Regions from separate parts of the Arachis hypogaea genome. Here region 2 is linked to region 1. Evidence: chromatin contacts called from public Hi-C data. All regions are on one chromosome and are shown on one strand. Each heading gives the region's core, a stretch centred on a gene start, on an enhancer-like site or on the middle of the called end of the contact. The rest is flanking DNA. Distances are from core to core; before and after follow the strand shown. Region 1 holds the start of LOC112794247 (peroxidase 7). Region 2 holds the start of LOC114927559.

Region 1 (4,835 bases), core at 697-3,196:
AGTGGATGTATATTACAAGAAACATGGTTTTCCTCCTCATCTTAGACAGAAAAATCTGAACTCGAATGGAGGTTTGGGAGCAGTGAATTTCAGTGCTGAAATAAATGGCGATGGCATTGACGATTCTGGTTGTGTGGAAGAAAATGAAACTTCCAATGTTGACTTTACTCTAGAGCAGAAATCAGCCCTACTAGCTCAGCCCTACTAGCTTTATTCAACAGGGGAGAGGCAAAGCAGATCCACAGTGCTAACCAACTCACAACTCTAGAACAAGTACCTCATCAAGGTAACTTGGTGTATATCATGCATTTTAAGTCAAGCGTGTTGGCTTTAAACATTTCTGCATCAAAATATGGTTCTTGGATAATAGATACAGGAGCTACTATTCACGTATGCTATTGCCTAGAAGATTTTCAAACTCATTTCAAGATAGCTCCTATAATCATTCGGTTGCCTAATGGTGCACAAACCATTAGCAACATAGATGGAACTATCAAATTTTCAAACAAATTGCACCTCAAAATGCACCACCACTGCCCCTGTTAATGCTGTCAAAACAGTCTTGGATGATAGGTTCAAAATCAAGGATATTGGAGATTTGAAATTCTTTATTTGGGTGGAGGTTGCACATTCTTCTTAATCAAAGAAAGTATGCTATGAACATCTTGAAGGATGCTGGTTTTGAGAACTGTAAGCCTGCTTCTACCCCTATGGATTACAGTACCAAACTCAGTAAAACTGAAGGCGTTCCCCTCTCAGATTCTACGGAATATCGAAAGTTAGTTAGCAAATTGCTCAATTTGTCCAACACCCGACTTGACATTAGCTTTGCCATAAAGTTAAGTCAATACCTTGACCATCCCACTACTTCTCACCTCAGTGCTGTCCATCGAATCCTCAGATACATCAAAATTTCACCTACCACTAGTATAGTATTCTCGGCCACCTCTGATCTCTGTGTCACTGGATTTGCTGATTCCGATTGGGCGGCATGTCCTGATTCAAGAAGATTTGTGACAGCCTACTGCTTCTACATCGGCACTGCCCTGATTTCATGGAAGAGCAAAAAGCAAGTGACAGTTGCTTGCAGTTCAGCCGAAGCTGAATATCGGGCGCTCGCCGCTGCTACTAAGAAGGCTATTTGGCTCAGTTTCATTTTGAAGGACTTAGGAATGCCTCTCACCAAGCCCATCAGCACCTACTGTGACAGCCAATCTGCAATTTACATCGCCTCCAACACGGTGTTCCACGAGCGCACGAAGCACATAGAGGCCGATTGCCACATTGTACGCGACAAGTTCCAAGAAGGTCTTATTCATCTGCTTCCCATCTCTAACACTGAACAGGTTGCGGACATCCTGACCAAACCGCTGCTTCCGTCTATGTTCTCCACACTCTTTGGAAAGTTAGGATTGGTCAACTTGTACAAGAACTCTCATTACTTCTCTCTGTTTCCATTTCTGCTCTGTTCTCACACTTTTCTTGTGCACCTTCAACAGTAATAGAGAATTGAAAATAGCGTGACTCTTATTACTTCACGTTACAAACACTTCCAATGGTTACGACCCTAATTTTTAAATATCTAATTAATTGATATCAATATCTTTTTAATTTTAATTTAAAAATAATAAATAATTATTGTTGTCAAATGTTGGTTTTCTATATTTTTCATTCAATAATGCTCATACGGTGATCAATCATGCAGTCATTAGTCCTCATACCAATGACAAATAATAAAAGAAAACACATATTAATTTATTTCATGCTAGACATGATCGACTTTGCATTTAAAAAAAAAAAGGAAAACAATGCTACATGCTAGCATGTCATGCATGCATAATAATTTGGTGCGCCCCACGTTTGTCTATAATACATGTATATACTACTAACCACCAATGCCTCTAATCTTCATGTATATATCACACAGAAGGAAGAAATTTATTATATGACAATTCATATAAAGTGAATATGGCAAATTCTTCCTTCTTCACATTCCTTCTCCTTTTGCTTCTTTACACCATTGTAGCCTCAGCCAACAATCCTAATGATGATGAGACAGTCCCAAGTGACAATGTTTTCACACTCCAAGTTCCAACATTAGATGATAGCATTTTGGATAATCTTCTTTCTTTTGGTTACTATCTTAAAAGTTGTCCTGAATTTGAATCCATCCTACATAACAAAGTCAAAGTATGGATTCAAAAGGATCACACTTTGGCAGCGAGTCTTCTCAGGTTGCAATTTCATGATTGCGTTGTTAGGGTATGTATGTACTTTTCATAACTATTAAACTAAATTTATTGTCGTCACTACTGATGTTTAAAAGAGAAAATTTAGGGTATGTACTTTTATTAAAATCTGGTTAGTACTTAATTATTAAAAGAAAAATGAATAATTTTATATTATTAAAAATACTGATAATGATTAATTGATGACTATACATTACAAATTCTGCTAACTCCTCTATTTAAAAAACTGTGACTATAATTAAAAAAGCATTGCCAGTTTTGTGGTTATGTTTTTTTTTTTACTTTTTGATACGCTTTTAAACGTGATAAAATTAAATTTTTTTTATAGTGTCTAAACATTAAATTGTAAATTCTAAAAAATAATTTCGACAATAAAAAAATGAACTGATGTCGACTAATCTAAAAAATAATTTCTTATATATTTTCATTTATTTTACTCTTATTTTTATAAGTGGGACTAGAATTTAAGAAAAAAAAAAACAATATTAGAGATGCTCTTGAAGGATTCTTTAAGATCCGAACTCAAATTACTTGATCAATTATTTGATACAGGGTTGTGATGGGTCCATTCTATTGGACCATGATGGGAGTGAGAGAAGAGCAGAAGCAAGCAAGAAGCTAAGGGGGTTTAAAGTGATTAATGATATAAAGGAAGAGTTAGAGAGAATTTGCCCCAACACAGTGTCTTGTGCTGACATTCTAAGTGCAGCTGCAAGGGATGCCACTGTTGAATTGGGTGGACCCTATTGGGCAGTTCCTTATGGTAGAAAAGATGGCAGAATCTCCATTGCTAAAGAAACTCAAATCATTCCCATTGGCCGTGAAAATATTACTTCTTTGATTGAGTTCTTTCAATCCAAGGGCTTGACTCTCCTTGACTTAGTTGTTCTTTCAGGTAATCTAACAAAATATTTATAACTCAACTATTATTTTTTTCAATTTTATTATGGGTTACTTTTATATTAGTTTTTTTTTAATAACTAACATGTATTCTCTTTGGTTTATTAATTAAAGAGTAAAGTATTGTTTTTGTCCCCAACGTTTGGGGTAAATCCTATTTGTATTTCTTAATGTTTAAATCGTCCTATTTGTATCCCTAACGTTTGTAAAAGTGATTTAATATTATCCTGCCGTCAATTACACAACATGAACGCTGTAGTTTGAGTTTTAAAAATCTCTTCTTGAAGTTAGAATACAAATGTTTGGGATAGAATCGTTGATCCACTTTGAAAAATAGCTCATCAAAAGTTGAAACTAATTCCTACAATATTTACATAATTCACTTTTTTAGGGACATAATTGAATCTAAACACAAATAGTGAATATAATATTAAAATCGAACACATTCAAGTGGGACCTAATTGAGAATGAATATATCCAAGTGAGAATAATTAAAAGATATAATCTGATTTGTTAGTATAATTGATAGTAGGATAACATTGAATCACTTTTATAAACGTTAGGAATACAAATATGACGATTTAAATGTTAGGGACACAAATAGGACTTACCCCAAACATTGGGGACAAAAACGATACTTTACTCTTAATTAAAAAATAATATTCACCAAAAAAAGATTTTAAAATAATCTAAATACATAATTAATTAATAATAATAATATTTTTATACAGATGTTAAGAGTATTTTTTTAGGTTTAATTATTTTATTAGTTCCTATAATTTTACTAAATTTTTAATTAAGTTTTTATATTTTTTTCTTTTTAATTAGGTACCTACATTATTTTTAATTTTATAATTTGGTCCTTCTTAATGTAAAAAATATTAAAGTTAATCAAATATCTCTTCGTAAATTAAAGGTATTCATACTTAAAAACCTAATTAGATTTTTTACCGCATATATTGTAGAAAAAATATTCTGTTAATTTTAACATTTTTGACATAAAAAGAATATAATTATAAAATTAAAAATAGTGTAAAAACTAAAAAAAAATATAAAAACCTAATTAAAAATTTAGTAAAATTATAAAGACTAACAATAATTAGACTTTTTTTAACTAAATGTTAACCGTATTTAGTGTATGAATAGTATTATTTTTTAACCTTAATTATGATTATTCATAGAATACTAGATTTTAACTAATATTGTTTGAATTGTCTCTATTCATAGACTAGTTGTTTTTGGACATTCCATGCAGTATAGAGTTCAGCCTACTGTATATCACTAACATGTTAATTAAACAAGCAATGATATAGGTAGGTTATTCAGAATCTAAAGATAAGATGTATGTAATTGAATTCTTTAATTTGATATAATTCCATGATCAACACTCTTTTGGTCAAAGTGATAGATAAAATTATCCTTTTTCAATAGTTTTAAATTTAAATTATTTTAATTTCGCTCTCTTCACCTTTTAATAAGAGAGATTTTTTTTTGTTGTCCATGCTATTCTTCAACCTGATGGGACAAGGATTAATAATTCGTTGCGGATCTAAACTTCATTTAAGGTTCTATCGCTAGCCAATGTATTATTATATATACAAGACGAGATTCAAAGTTTTCTTTTAATAAAAGAGATATTAAACCAAATTAATTGAATTTCAAATAATAAATTTTGAGTAGTAGTTG
Region 2 (4,576 bases), core at 1,788-4,287, 530 kb after region 1:
TTTAGGGACCAAGAAATCAGCGTCAGTTGACATATCAAATACAGCTGCAGCATCTTCTTCTACTTCCAGCGATGAGACTAGAGGAAATGAGTCCGAAAATTCTCCCGTGATTTCAAACGCAGAGCCTACCTTGCTGTCAGTGAGGCATGATGGTGTTGGTCATGTCCATCTAGGGTTAAATGTAACTCACATAAATACCGTGGGGTGGCCGCCTTATGGCTTGCCACTGGAGTATGTCCCCTCCATGGTGACACAAGGATTGCATGTGCCTCTCTACTCAATTTTTCAAAATCCTCTTTACCAGAATGCATATGGCATGTCAAATGCACCTATTTCTAGGGTGTCAGGTTCACATATGTCACAACAAAATTTTTCACATCCTATTAACACAGGAAATAACAGTGCATCTAATTCTACTACACCCATTGTTACTAGGGTAGAAAACTCCAGGTCTGTGTTTTTTGATATGTCAAGAGCAATGCCTATTAATCAACCTAGTCAAACCATTGGATCTTTAGCAAATATTAGGCAACAGATGGATGAAAGCCACCATGATCTAGTAACCATGTTAACTCATCAAATGGTGACGATTTTGAATCCTCTTTTAGAAAACACAAACACTAGAATTGAATAATTAAACAAGCAAGTTAATAGAATTGCTACTGTGGTAAATTTAGAAGAAAATGATAACCAAGGTTTAGGGCTTGATAATGTCAACCAAAATGGTGGAGCAATTCCTAATTATGATGTTCATATGCCTAGACAATGCTGATGATATGTTGGAAAGACTTAGGCAAAACAACTTATGGGGGCATTACAATCTAACTAGGAATGTCGAACAAGTTTTAAACCGTTTGGGATTTAATGTTGGTTGCTTAAATAGGCCATATTTCTTGTCCGCTTTTTCTGAATATGTCCAACAAGCAGAGCTTCCAAGGGGTTGAAAATTTCCAAAATCCCTTACAAACTTTTTTGGAGAAGAAAATGAGTCCACAGTAGAGCATATTGCTCGATGTACTGTTGAAATTGGGGAAGCAGCTTCTAATGAATATCTCAAGATGGGATATTTTCTTTCTTCTTTAACAAAAAATGCATTTACATGGTTCTCCAACTTGAGACCAAATTCTATTCATACTTGTGCACAGTTAGAAAGAAATTTTCATGATCAATTTTTTTGAGGTGAATTGAAAGTTAGCCTTGCAGATTTATTCTCTGTCAAACGTGCAAAGGGAGAATTTATTGTCACTTATTTGGCACGGTTTAGAAACATGAGAAATAAGTGTTTTACTCTGATTCCAGAAACAAAAGTTGTCAAAATGGATACTAATGGGTTAGAATTTCGAATTAGGAAGAAACTTGTCAATCAACATTCTTTATATCTTTCTCAGTTAGTTGAGAGAGTAAGACAAATAGAACAAATTAAGAAAGAAAAAAATTTTCAAAAAGGGTTCTAAAAAGGTTGCATATGTTGATTGTTTTCCGATAGCAATGATTCAGATGAGAAAGAAGTTTATATTGCTGAATTACGTGGGGGTCCTCCTTATGTATGCAAATCTTTGAAGTCTGTTAAAGGAAAAGAAAAAGTTTCTTCATATTTCAAAATTGAAAATAAGACCTATTCTTTTGATATTTATAAGGCAGATCAAATATTTGAAGTTTTATCAAAAGATAAGCAGCTTATTTTACCGGAAGGAAAAAATATGCCTTCAACTGATGAAATAAAGAATAAAAAATTTTGTAAATTTCATCAGGTATTCTCACAAACCATTAATAATTGCGTCCATTTCAGGGATTTGATACAAAAATTTATTGAGGAGGGAAGGTTGAAGTTTGAGGATAAAACTGCTATGAAGGTGGACACTGAACCGTTTGATGTTGATTCAAATTATGTTGAGTCATTCAATTTGTTAGTCAACATGGTAGGAATTGACGCTATAGTGACTAGTGATCAAGATGAAAATAAAGACCTGAGAATTTTTTAGCAAGACAAAAAGCCAGTTTATCCTCATCCTTGTGAGGATTTGATAGATTTTTTATTGATAATTAAAGAATCTGACAGCATTATCGCTATGTACTCAAAGTGCAGTGCTGTTTTTTACAAGGAAGATACAAAGAAGTTTTAAAAGTACAAAATTGAAGAGAAAGAAAAGGCTGAGTTGAAAAAGAGAATGAAACCAATGAGCTAAAACGAAAGATAGCTGAGGAAAAACAAAAGTTGGATGGTCAGATTTCTTTGAACAAGTGTGTCAACAGCGCTGGGATACAACCCGTCAACTAGAAGATGAAGACTGTAGTCATGATTGATGGAAAACTCAATGGATTTTCTCAAAAGACAAGGATTCTTTCCACCAAAATTTCAAATAATAAATGGGTCCAAAATGTGAAAAATGTGTAGAATCAACCTACCGCTTTCTCAAGAAGGCAAAACAAGTGGGTGAGGCCTAGACCTTTTAAGCTCAGGTACTACGAGTCCTAGTTATGGAACATGAATCATGCACAAGATGGAGGTAGTGCATATATTCCAAAAAATATACCTATTCCCTCAAAGCTAATTTATTCTTGTTATAATCCTAACATGCAGCAGGTTCCTAATTATTCTCCTTGGCCAAATTGTCAAAATATTCCAAAGTATTCTTCTTTTACAACCTTTGAGAAAAAAGAGAATATACCTGAGTATGTTCCTTTAGATCCATACAAGGGGCACAGTGTAGATTTTTCTCCTTTGCCAACCATGGCTAAGTCTGCAAAAACAGGCAATTCTTTCAATCATCCTAAATGCAATAAAAATGTAAAGAAGAATCTTGCTGAAAAGAAGGTAATGGTTGAAAATAAGGGAGAAAAAGATGAAGATTTAATTACTAACAATATTGACACTGGTTTTGATGACAACTTAGAAGTGATATTTGGTGTTAAGCAACTTATAGCTGTGGTGTCAATACTACCTGAGGAGTATAGTCAAGTCTGAAAAGTGGAATCATTAGAAGATGATTGTTATGATGTCTTTCCTGGAAGCAAATGCTTATTGTTAGATTACATTATGTGTGGTGGAGGATTGTTTGAGAAACCTACTGAAAATGATAAGGAACATTTGTGTCCACTGCATATCAAGACTCGTGTTGATGGAAGGATAGTCAATAAGATTTCCGTTGATGGGGGAGCTGCTATCAATCTCATGCCTGAAAGAATGATGGGAAGGCTTGGAAAGACTAAAAAAGATTTGATCAAAAGTAGCATTGGGATGACAGATTTTCATGGAAGGACTTCTTCTGTTAGAGGTGTGGTTCTACTGTCAATTGAGGTTGGTTCTGTCAATAGGCTAACTCTGTTTGTTGTTGTTCCATCTAAAGCTGGTTTTAACTTGCTTTTGGGACATGATTGGATTCATGGAATGGGTGCTATTGCATCCACTTCACATCAAAAATTAATTTTTTGGAATGAAGATGGAGGAGTGGAAGAAGTTCTTGCTGACAATAGTACCTGTTACTATGATGAAATGCATGTGGAGTTCAGGATGTATAATCCTGGAGTCAAGCCGCTGACAGTTGACACTAAGGCATTTAATCCTGAAAAAATTGAGATGTGAAAAATAGATATGAATGGTTTTATTTTGGTCCCTAAGGTCGGGGCAGATACGGCCTCAGGAGAGACGTAGATGATAAGTTTGACGAGCCAACTGGCTCGGCTGTCAGCCTATATGGCGGACAGAGAAGGGTGCATTGACAGTGTACCTTATGATTGTATATATGATGATGGTCCTTTAGGTTTTGAAAAAAATAATACTGACAATGTGAAGAAAGTTGAGGTGCAAGATCATTTGGATGAGGTAGATATTAGTAACGGTGATCATCCTAGACCGACATGTGTGAGCAAGATATTGCCTGATGATTTCAAAAAAGAAATAGTGGAGATATTAAAGGAATATTGTGACTATTTTGCATGGGATTATGAAGAAATGCCAGGTTTGAGTTATAAATTAGTAGAGCATCAATTGCCACTGAAGGCCAATATCAAACCTATCAAGCAGCCACCAAGGAGATTTGCTCCTGAAGTCGTGCAGAAGATTAAAGAAGAGATTGAAAGAATTCTTAAGGCTAAATTCATAAGAACAACAAGGTATGTCAACTGGAATTCTAATGTTGTTCCTGTCATGAAAATTAATGGAAAATTAAGGATTTGCATTGATTTTAGATATTTAAATTCTGCAACACCAAAAGATGAATGTCTAATGCCTATAGCTGATATGTTGATAGATTCTACTGCCGCTCATGAAATTTTATATTTTATGGATGGATATTCAGGTTATAATCAAATATATATCGCTGAAGAAGATATGTCAAAAACTGCATTTAAGTGTCCAGGTGCTTTAGGAACTTTTGAATAGATTGTGATGTTATTTGGACTTAAAAATGCTGGTGCAACTTATCAAAGGGCGATGAATAAAATTTTTCATGACTTTATTGAAAATTTTATGAAAATTTATGTTGACGATGTGGTTGTCAAATCAAATGCTAAAAAAGAGCATCTAGAAAATTTAAAAAAGCATTTGAAAGAATGAGAAAGCATAAATTAAAAATGA

The links. A called contact is a pair of places that touch in the nucleus more often than the background predicts.
Region 2: a contact with region 1 is called in a Hi-C map of leaf, with 5 times the contacts expected there. The contact joins the promoter of LOC114927559 here to the promoter of LOC112794247 in region 1. A contact is called at or near these places in 2 of 8 Hi-C or Micro-C datasets (leaf and an unstated tissue).

The regions. Positions count from the first base shown.
Region 1 is chr4:20,603,808-20,608,642 of arahy.Tifrunner.gnm2.J5K5, forward strand. LOC112794247 (peroxidase 7) reads left to right here and starts at 1,947. Exons shown (of 3, transcript XM_025836349.3): 1 at 1,947-2,262; 2 at 2,802-3,144. The coding sequence starts at 1,969.
Region 2 is chr4:21,135,614-21,140,189 of arahy.Tifrunner.gnm2.J5K5, forward strand. It overlaps LOC114927559, which reads left to right and starts at 3,038. Exons shown (of 1, transcript XM_029297582.1): 1 at 3,038-3,583. The coding sequence starts at 3,038. The coding sequence ends at 3,583.